2 separate regions of the Macaca mulatta genome follow, and region 2 is linked to region 1. Evidence: chromatin contacts called from public Hi-C data. All regions are on one chromosome and are shown on one strand. Each heading gives the region's core, a stretch centred on a gene start, on an enhancer-like site or on the middle of the called end of the contact. The rest is flanking DNA. Distances are from core to core; before and after follow the strand shown. Region 1 overlaps PLCB1 (phospholipase C beta 1). Region 2 holds the start of PLCB1 (phospholipase C beta 1).

Region 1 (5,366 bases), core at 237-2,736:
TCTGTATTTCCTGAATTTACATATTGGCCTGTCTTGCTAGGTTGGGGAAGTTCCCCTGGATAATATCCTGAAGTGTGTTTTCCAGCTTGTTTTCATTCTCCTTGTCCCTGTCAGGTACTCTATTCAATTGCAGGTTCAGTCTTTTTTACATAGTCCTGTATTTTGTGGAGGCTTTGTTTGTTCCTTTTCATTTTTTTTCTCTAATCTTGTCTGCATGCCTTATTTCAGCAAGGTGGTCTTCAAACTCTGATATCCTTTCTTCCACTTGGTTGATTCAGCTATTGATACTTGTGCATGCCTCACAAAGTTCTCGTGCTGTATCTTTCAGCTCCATCAGGTCATCGATGTTCCTCTCTAAACTGGTTTTCTAGTTAGCAGCTCCTCTAACCTTTTATCAAGGTTCTTAGCTTCTTTGCATTGGGTTAGAACATGCTCCTTTAGCTCAGTGGAGTTTTTTATTATCCATCTTCTGAAGCCTGCTTCTGTCAATTCATCCATCTCATCCTCTGTCCCGTTCTGCATCCTTGCTGGAGAGGCATTGAGATCCTTTGGAGAAGAAGAGGCACTCTGGCATTTTGGGTTTTCAGTGTTTTTCTATTGATTCTTTCTTGTCTTTATGAGTTTGTTTAGTTTTGATCTTTGAGGCTGCTGACCCTTGGATGGGGTTTTTGTGGGGAATTTTTGTTGTTGATGTTGTTATCGTTGCTTTCTGTTTGTTTGTTTTTCTTTCAATGGTCAGGTCCGTCTTCTATAGGGCTGCTGCAGTTTGCTGGGGGTTCACTTCAGGCCCTATTCATCTGGTTTGCTCTTGCACCAGGAGATGTTACTCAAGGAGGCTGGAGGATAGCAAAGATGGGCGCCTACTCCTTCTTCTGGTATCTCTGACCTCAAGGGGCACCAACCTGATGCGAGTAAGATTGCTCCTGTATAGGGTATCTGACAACCCTGTTAGAGGGTCTCACCCAGCTGGGTGGCATGGGGAACAGGATCCATTTAACGAAGCACTTTGACTGTCCCTTGGTGTAGGGGATGTGCTTCGCTGGGGGGAAATCCACTCGTCTGGGTTGCCTGGATTCCTCAGAACTACCAGGATGAAAACCTAAGTCTGCTGGTCCACAGAAACTGCGGTCACCCCTCCCCCTGGGGCTCAGGCGCAGGAAGATCACGGTTCTTTCCCTGAGCCTCTGGCTGAGTTGGAGTTCCTGCAAGGAGGTCCCACCGAGTGAGACAGGATAAGTCAGGGTCAGGCCTGAAGAGGCACTCTGACTGCAGTCAACCACAACTGGTGTGTTGGGCTGTGGGGGAATCTCTTGGGACCAAGCTGCCCAGCCTCCCTGGTCCCAGGAGGGGAAAAGCGTGGCCTGGAGCTGTAGAGATGGATGCCACCCTTCCCCCACTCAGGGAGCTTCGCATGACAGGCAGTTATGAGTCCCAGCGCTGGCTGCTGCCCCTCCTCTAAGGAGTTCGAATGGCTTAGACAGCAGGCAGCCACAGCTGTGGTGCTGGTGGCCCCTCCCCCTGGGAACTTGGCAGGCTTAAGCAGATTCGAGCTAAGAGGCTGTTGAGAATCTGCACAGCTCTGGGGTTGGGACCCTAGGCCCCAGTGGTGTGGGTTCACGAGTGCGATCTTCCAATCCATGGGTTGCACAGTTCCGTGGAAAAAGTGTGGTTTCCCCAGCTGGGTAGCACACTCACTCACTGCCTTCCTCGGCTGGGGGGTGAGGGCTCCCCTGTCCCATGTGGCTCTCAGGTGGACTGCCACACCACACTGCTCTTCCTTCCTCTCCATGGGTCATGCCAGCTGCCTAGTCCGTTCTGATGAGAGAACCTGGATATCCTGATTGCTGGTGGAGGATTCGCACACTATTATGGTTCTTTTCGATGGAGCCTCTGATGGCTGCTGCTCCTAGTTGGCCATCTTGGCCCTGCCTCCCCGTTCAAGTTTTATTATAAGATTGCAGGAAAGCAGTCACATCTTTAGATTCTAATAATAATTCTTGTATTCTAGCAATTACTACAACAACTACAGTGACTTTCTCCATTGAAGTAAAGGCATCTATGAGGATTGGAAACAGCTTCTTCCAAACTCCTCTTAATGTTGATATTTTGACCTCCTCCTATGAATCATGAATGTTCTTAATGGCATCTAGAAGGGTGAATTAAGGTTTTCAATTTACTTAGCACACATACATCTGAAACATCCCTATCTATAGCAGTGTAGCCTTACCTAAAGTATCTCTTGAATAATAAGATTTGAAAGTCAAATTTATTGATCCATGGGCTGCAGAATGGATGTGTTAGCCGGTATAAAACAACATTAATCTCCTTGTATATTACCATCAGGGCTCTTGAGTGACCAGGTGCATTGTCACTGAGCATTAATATTTTGAAAGGAATCTTTTCTCAGCATTAGGTCTCAACAGTTAAGCTTAAGGTATTTAGTATACCATGCTGTAAACAGATATGCTGTTATCAGACTTTGTTGTTCTATTTATAGAGCATACGTGGAATAGATTTAGCATAATTCTTAAGGGCCCTAGGATTTCCAGAACGGTCAATGAGCATTGGCTCCCACTTAAAGTTACTAACTGCCTTAATGCCTAACAAGAGAGTCAGCCTGTCCTTTGAAGCTTTGAAATCAGGCAGGCATTGACTTCTCTGAAGATATGAAGGTACTCGATGGCATCATCTTCCAACAGAAGACTGTTTTGTCTACATTGAAAACATGTTGTTTGGTGTAGCCACCTTCATCATTGATCTCAGCTAGATCTGGGTAACTTGCTGTAGCTTCTCCATCAGCACTTCCTGCTTCACCCTGCAATTGTATGTTATGGAGAAGGCTTCTTTCTTTAAACCTCACGAACCAACCACTGCTAGCTTCATACTTTTCTTTTGCAGCTTCCTAGCCTCTCTCAGTTGTCATAGGGCTGAAGAGAGTTAGGGCCTTGCTGTGGGTTAGATTTTGGCTTAAGGGAACATTGGGGCTGGTTTGATCTTCTATCCAGATGGCTCAAACTTTCTCCCTATCAGCAGTACGTTTGCTTTGCTTTCTTATCATTTGTGTGTTCACTGGAGTAGCAATTTTAATTTCCTTCAAGGACTTTTCCTTTACATTCACAACTGGGTGGCTGACTGTTTGGCACAAGTGGCCTAGCTTTTGTCCTATCTTGACTTTTGACATGCCTTCCTCACTCAGCTTAATCATTTCTAGCTTTTGACTTAAAGTGAGAGATGCATGAATCTTTTCATTTGAACACTTAGAGGCCATTGTAAGGTTATTAACTGGCCTAATTTCAATATTGTGTCTCAGAGAAAAGGGTGGCCCCAGGAGAGGGAGAGAGATAAGGGAACAGTTGGCCAATGGAGCAGTCAGTACACACACAACATTTATTCATTAAATTCAACATCTTATATAGATGCAGTTCCTAATGCTCCAAAACAATTACAGTGGTAATATCAAAGATCACTGATCACAGATCACCATAACAGATACACGAATTATTAAAATATTCTGAGAATTACCAAAATGTGACACAGATACATGAAGCATACACATGCTTTGTAAAAATGGCACCAATAGACTTGCTGGACTCAGGAATACCACAAACCTTCAATTCATAAAAACAAACAACAACAAAAAACCCCACAATATCTGCAAAGCACAATAAAGCAAAGTGCAATAAAATGAGGTGTGCTGGTAGCTATTGAAAGTCAAATCCATAGAGATAGAAAGTTGCATGGTGGTTGCTGGGGCTGGGGGAGGAGAAAATAGGGAGTTACTGTTTAGTGGGTACAGAGTTTTCGTTTGAGAAGATGAGAAAGTTCTAGAGATGGATGGTGGTGATGGTTGTACAACAGTGTGTATCTACTTAATGCCACTGAACTGTACACTTAAAAATGGTAAATTATATATTGCGTATGTTTTACCACGTTTTTTAAAAAAGAGGAAGAAACTGAGAAGGAGCAACCAGTGAGGAGGGAGAAGAACCAGAAGAATGCATATCCTGGATGCCTAAAAAATATTTCATAGAGGGAATCAAATGGTGAATTCAGGTCAAATGATGAATTTCCTTCTAGCTTTTATTTTTTTATTGAGACTTCACTTTGGCACACTAGTAACTTTACTAACGATACCCTTTTATATATGCTGTAAATATTTTCCTTATATCATGACCATTTCCTGCTAATATTCAAATTAGGCCATTTATTTAAGGGTTGTCAAATCTCAAATAGCTCATCATAGAATCTGGATGCCAATATATAAATCTCATAATGAGCTGTTATTTGGATGTTATACAACAGTGGTTTCAATGAATCATCTATGAGGCCTGGAGTTGAAATGAATGCTTTATTTATTGTCTCCCATTGCTGATTATAAGCTGTTTCCCTGATTTTGTACAGATTTCACCATTATGTGAAGTCACAGTCATAAAATTTGGTATAGATATTTGAGGTTTAGGAAAGAAGAAGAAAACTCTTTACACCACAAAATAAAGGTTTCTCCTTTTTTCTCCTGCTTGCTAAGGAGATCAACCTTTGACTCTTATTCTTGGTTCCAACTATTTCTTAATTTACCTAACATGCTTCAATAGTTTTTTTTAATTTGCTTTTTGGTTTGTTTTGTCATTCTGTTACTATAAATGTGTGCTTATTTATAGCTTTACTAAATGGAGCAAAATAGGGCTAAAAACTTACTGAATGATCTGTGTGTGTGTGTGCGCGTGTGTGTGTGATGGTTTTGACAGCTATTCACATTTATCTTTAGATGTAAATTATATGGCATAGTTCCTTTTTTATGTTCATTAAATTCCATAGATGTCAGTGGTTTCCTTGGAAACAAAAACCTTTATATAACTAGTCAGAGATTTGGTAGCAGAAATACCAGGATGCTGGCAGGGGTTCAGGGGTGGTTAAGGAATGGTTCCCTTGGTAGATATTTGCATTTAAAACTCTTCTGGCTTGTCTCCCTGCCCCTTACCATCATGGCCATTCAATAGTGAACAAGAGAAGATTTTTAAAGCTACTATTAAAATGTAGAAATTTTCTTTAATGGCTAAAAGCTTTTTACTTAAAAAAAAATCGCAGATAATGCTAAGTCTTTTATGGGATGGTATAATTTCCCAAATTTGAGAAGAGGTTGCTGTATCTCCTATCAACAGTTAAATTTGCATGTTTAGGCAATGCCTACATTTTTCAGTATATATGGTGTCCATTTGTAAAATACAGTGAACTGAGTATGTGTGTGGTTAAATCAAGATTCTATATCATTTATAATGGCCAGCATCTGTCCTATTACCTTATTGTCAAAGGGTTCTAAAGGACCTGGAGAGTTTGTAGAGAAGGTAAGGGAAAGGTCACGGTTCTGT
Region 2 (5,283 bases), core at 1,645-4,144, 250 kb before region 1:
TATCATGTTCATGAGTCTGCAGGTTGGCTGAGTCTGGGAGATCTAGGATGGTTTCTATTGGACTTGTTTCCAAGCTGTAAATGGGGCTTAGGTCTGTCCTGATTGTCTCCTTAGATCAGAGGCTCCCTGAGGCATGTTTATCTCATGGAAATGATAAGAAACCCAAGAGGGAAAGCCCAACCTCAAAGCATATTTTGAGCCTTTGCTCATATCACATCTTCAGACATCCCATTGGCCAAAGCAAGTCACATTGCCCAACATCAATGGGATTGATAAATAAACAGGGTGTCTAGTAAAAACTGTAAGGTCACAAAGAAAAATTTGTGGACACAGGAAGGAGCAGGGAGCAGGGAACTATGATGCAATAAGCTACCACAGGAGGCTCAGTCTACTTTCTTATTTTGCTTAGAGCTCATTTTAACTCTCCTATCTCCTCTTCTAGTGAGCGCAGCCTTGTCTTGCCTTCCTAAGCCACTGTGATAGGTAAAAACTATTTGCCCAGTAAATAACAAAGAGATGGAAGGAAAAAAGGAAAGGAAAGGAAGGGAAAGGAAAAAAATTTGATATGATCAGTTGTAAGGACAATTGAGAAGTCCTGGAGCCCCGGAAGAAGAGTTTCATTGCAGTACTCTGAAGTAGAGAAAATGGATGTGAGAAGGTGACTGGTACCTTCTGTGAGGTAATTAGCAAACCAAGGCTGCTGGCTAGAGGGACTGTGGACTATTCAGGTTTTAGTTTAGGGACATGTGATCAAAATGAAACAAGTCAGTTTTTCATGAAATTCTTTGTAGCAAGTGGCTTCCAAGCACAAGGCAAGACCCCCAAATGAGCAGGAATCATGGGTCTTGTTCACCAGGTTATCCATGGTGATTACAATAGTGGCTAGTATACAGCTGGCTACCAATAAGTATATTTTAAATGCATTGAAATATTTAATAGCAATTTTCTGTATTGGATTTTGGTAATCTTTTGACTGAGTTCTTAAACATTGGGCCTTGGAGTCCTGAGGGCAGAGAACAGGGAGAATGAAGAATTAAGAGAAAGTAGTGTTTCTCTCCATTTTTCTCTCTTCATGGTCTTTCTTCTTTTAAAAAATCAACCTGTTTGAGATATAATTTACTTAAAACAAACTGCACTCAATTTAGGCATACTTACAGAACGTACAGGTTTTGATAAATATACACACGTGATATAGAACATTTCCGACATGTTCAACAGGTGCTGGTAGCCCTTCCCTGTCCATCTCTACCTATCCCTGGCCACAGGCAAGCTTTCTGTCAACATAGAATATGTTGCCTGTTCTGTAGTTGCTACACATGGAATCATGCTCGTGTCCGGCTTCTTTTACTAAGCTTAAAGTCGCGATTCATCCCTGCCCTTGCATGCCCACTCATTTTTATTGTGGAATAGTATTCCAATGTTTGGGCATACCACAGTTTGTTTATCCATTCACCCGTTGATTGACATATGTGGGCTACTAAGAAGAAAGTTATTCACATCACTTTACAAATCCCTGTGGACTTGCATTTTAATTTCTCTTGCACAAATACCTAGGAGTGGAATTTCTAGGTTGTATGATAAGTAAATATCTTACTTTATTAGAAACTGTTCTCCAAAGTGGCTTTACTATTTTATATTCCCTCCAGCAATGAACGAGAGTTCCAGTTGCTCCACATCCTTTCAAGCATTTGGTATTATCAGTCTTTAAAATTTTATCCATTCTGGTTCCCCTCTTTCCCTTCTTCCCTCCCTCCCGTGCTTGAATTGAGAAATGTTTGTGGAAGGAGTGAAGACAAACATTCCTGGACCTACGTTCCTAAATGAGCAAGTTTCTATTAGTAAGACTCTCCCCGACCCGCTTCACATCCTACATACTCAAGGAGAGGCGCGGGAGAGGGGATCCTCTTTCTTCCTTGGAAAATAAAACCTTTGCTTTCTTTAGGGTGGGCTTTCTATCTCAAAAGCGCAAAGTAACCGTTTGCCCAGGTTTCAAGATCAGCGCGCTGCAAACTCTCAGCCGTGGCGAGGTTTCCTCAAAGAGCCTCTCAGCTGCGCTCGTCTCTGCTGATAAATGATAATTCTTTTCTCAAAAAAGCTGGTTTGTGGCCGGCGCTGGAGTGCTCCAGCTACAGTTGAAAGCTGCGGGTTGCCTCCGGTTCCTCCGAATGGGTCCCTTTTCCCACCCGGTTGGGATCCAAAGACGCTCCGGAACTCGAGCCCAAGTTCCCAAGAAAACCCCAAAGAGCGTAAGGCTCCTGGGGACCCCTAACACCCCTGCAACCAGGGCACCAGGCATGCTCAGAGCGAATGCGGGAGGCAGGCGTTGGCTGCAATGGGGCTCAGGAGCCAGGAGGTGCCGCTGCATCCCCGCTTCCTGGCGCCTGACCCAGCGTGCAAAGTTGGGCTGGGAGCCGCGGGGGGAAGGAAGGACCCAGCGAGCGAGGGTGGCGGGGAAGGGGGTGGGGGGAGGAGGAAGGAGGAGGGAAAAGAGCGCGGAGCGGGGGCGCCGGGCGTGTGTCACTCTCTCTCTCCCTCTGTGTATAGAGGATGTGCTGAATGGTGCGCTTTGAGGCGGCGGCGGCGGAGGAGCAGAATCCGCCGCGACTGGCAGCCTCGGCTGCCCGGCTCGGCTTCTCTTCGCCTTCCGAGGCTCCTCATCCACCGCGGGTTCCCGACCTCGCGTCCCGCCTGGGGCATGGCCCGGCGCTGCGCCCCCGCGCGCTCTGCCTGCTGAGCGGCGCCGGAGGGAGGTGCGGAGGCCGGGAGGCCGGGGAGGCCGGCGGGGGAGAAGAGTCGAGCGCCTCAGGAGCAGAGAAAGGAGCCCGCGCCCCGCGCCCCGCGCGCGGTTCCCAGTCCCTGCCGCGCTCGCCCGGGCCGCCCGGAGCCCAGATGAGCCCAGATGGCCGGGGCTCAACCCGGAGTGCACGCCTTGCAACTCAAGCCCGTGTGCGTGTCCGACAGCCTCAAGAAGGGCATCAAATTCGTCAAGTGGGATGATGTAAGTATTGGGGCGGCGCGAGTCGGGGCGCTGGCTCGGGCACCGGGCAGGGCGGGCGTCGTGGGGGTGGGGCGAGGGGCGCGTTATGCAATGGGCGCACTGGGAGCGGGCAGGGGCCGCCTCGGGCGCACAGGTTGGCATCTGCCAAAGCGGATGTCCAAGGGCAGAAGCTTTGCGCGCGCTCCTGTTTTATCGGGCTTTAGTAGTTGCCATCCTTTCTGGGTCTGGCAAGCGCCCCCTGAGGGTCTTAAATCTTTTGGGCCAGTGGAGAGGGAGGGGCAAGCTTTGCCTGGTGACAGGTCCTGAAAGTTCGCGAAGTAGGGAGTGTGAAGTTGAGACCAACTGGAAAGCGCCTGGTGTGAACAAGTCGCGTCCCTCTCTGCCTGCGGACGCACCCCCTATTACCTCTTTTGCCCGATTTCAAGAAGGAAGGGCCTGAAGTCCACAACACTTAGTGATTGCGAACCCTCTTAGCGCTTTTGTGGGAGCCCACGCGGCGGAGGACACAACGGTCCAGCCAACAGGTGGTCGTTGATGCCAAACTTCAGCGCCTGGCTCCGGAGTGAGGGTCCCTGAAAAGGGCTGCGGGGACACATCTGGGGAGGGCGTGAACAGAATGGGGGCCCTTGAGGGGTCCTGGAGGACTCACGGGCCTGCAGGCAAGTGGAGAGGGCTGACTTTTGAGAACTGAGCTGATTGGAGTCTTCTGCCTGAAATAGACACGTTGAGGGGTTGCCCCAGGACTTACCTGCACCATTTGCCAGGTAGGGCAGAGCCTAGCCCAGCGCCAGGGTCTCTAATGCTTTACGTGCAGCCCAGACCCCACGACTTCAAATGACTTCCCCTTCCCCTTTACCCCAGTTGTCTTCAAAACACATAAATTAGTCATCCAGCTGAAAACATGCGAATCTTCTGATGGAGAGCATTATGGCATCAATTTTATGTCCTGGGTGTCATTCAAAAGGTTCGATAAGAAAAACCTACCGAAATAAATCCGAGTTGCCAGGTTCTAAGGAAATTTAAGTCCAAATGACTAATACATCTCTTAATCAGAAGGAATTATAGGAGAATGAGGCGTTCTTCTTGCCGAAAAGATTTTCCACCTAGTAAATTATAGCCTGTTATTCTCTAGGGTATTTTTCTTTAATCTTCTTAAGCCATTTTCCAGTGTCTGAAAACAATTTAAATATTCCAGGTAGTGAATCCAATTACTTAGCTGAGTGCGTCTGTGTCTATATTTTGTCCAGCTGGAAGCGCAAATGGAACTTGGAGTATGAACCACAGCTTCCTTGAAAGCTCATGCCAATTATTAAATGCTGTAGGCAAGGATGTAAACATACATCTTTTTTACCATGGGCTTCACACTTTTCTTCTTTCTGTTCCAGTCTAATTGGACTGAATGTTTTTGTAAATGGAATAGAATCTAAACAATAAATTCAGACGCAGATTAAATTCTTTGTGTCAGGGAAAAAAAAAAAGACAAAGAAAATGCAGTTCAGCAATAAATAAGACAGTCTTGCCCATTTTGAGATCCTTGAATAGAGAGGTGATGTGATGACGGATTTACTGAGAAAGAGAGTGAAGGGCAGAAGGAAGAGAAAGAGACTTTGCAGAATTTAAAAAGGGAGTTTCAGCATAAGCTCTGGATTTATATACAGTGATGATTCTAAACTGTATTTTAAATAATTCTCTATAATTTCTTGTTTTGGAGAAAATAGCCAACATCACGTTGAGAATGAAAGTATTCTATGAAAACACATTTTGATATATCCAGGTAGATGACTTTCATTATGTACCTTTCTGTAACACGTATTTCTTGCTCACCTATTATTGCCAATCCTAGACTGGATCTTGGGGTGGTGAAAAAGTAGACAAAATCCCTGCTGTTGTGGACCTTACATGCTAGGTGGAGGAGACAAAAATCATCAAAACACCAATGAGAGAGAGATTGGGTGATGCATTGAGGGTAATAGAGAGGATGTTCGTGAAATACCAACCAAAGAAGAAGTTGAAAAGAGCTCCCTCTGAGCATTGCAGCAATGAGTTTCCAAGGAAGCCCTCCTGGAAGGAAAGACGTAGGCACTAAGGAGAAGGCCAGTAGAATCTCAGGTGTTTTTTTTTTTTTTTTTTTTTAAACAACAAAACAAAACAAAAAAAACCTAGACTGCACTCAGGAGTCAAGTTATCTGGAATATAATGAGCTATACTGCAGGCTCTTTGGTTCTCTGGGTCTTCATGCTGATCAGTGGACTACAAGGGACCCAGCCTTTCTTAGGGTTGCCTTT

What was found. A called contact is a pair of places that touch in the nucleus more often than the background predicts.
Region 2: a Hi-C map of fetal cortex germinal zone shows a contact between it and region 1, with 6 times the contacts expected there. The contact joins the promoter of PLCB1 here to the enhancer-like site in region 1. A contact is called at or near these places in 6 of 14 Hi-C or Micro-C datasets (blood, cortical neurons, fetal cortex germinal zone and 3 more).

Annotation. Positions count from the first base shown.
Region 1 is chr10:75,602,976-75,608,341 of T2T-MMU8v2.0, reverse strand. All of the region lies in intron 3 of PLCB1 (phospholipase C beta 1), which reads left to right. Among named protein-coding and RNA genes, the nearest start is that of PLCB1, 250 kb to the left of the region's middle. Within about 2 kb of position 1,486, at least 3 of the 40 cell types and tissues checked have an H3K27ac peak or open chromatin away from gene starts, as enhancers often do. A contact at or near this core is called in fetal cortex germinal zone, where this site is marked.
Region 2 is chr10:75,851,203-75,856,485 of T2T-MMU8v2.0, reverse strand. PLCB1 (phospholipase C beta 1) reads left to right here and starts at 2,894. Exons shown (of 32, transcript NM_001257867.1): 1 at 2,894-2,998. The coding sequence starts at 2,900.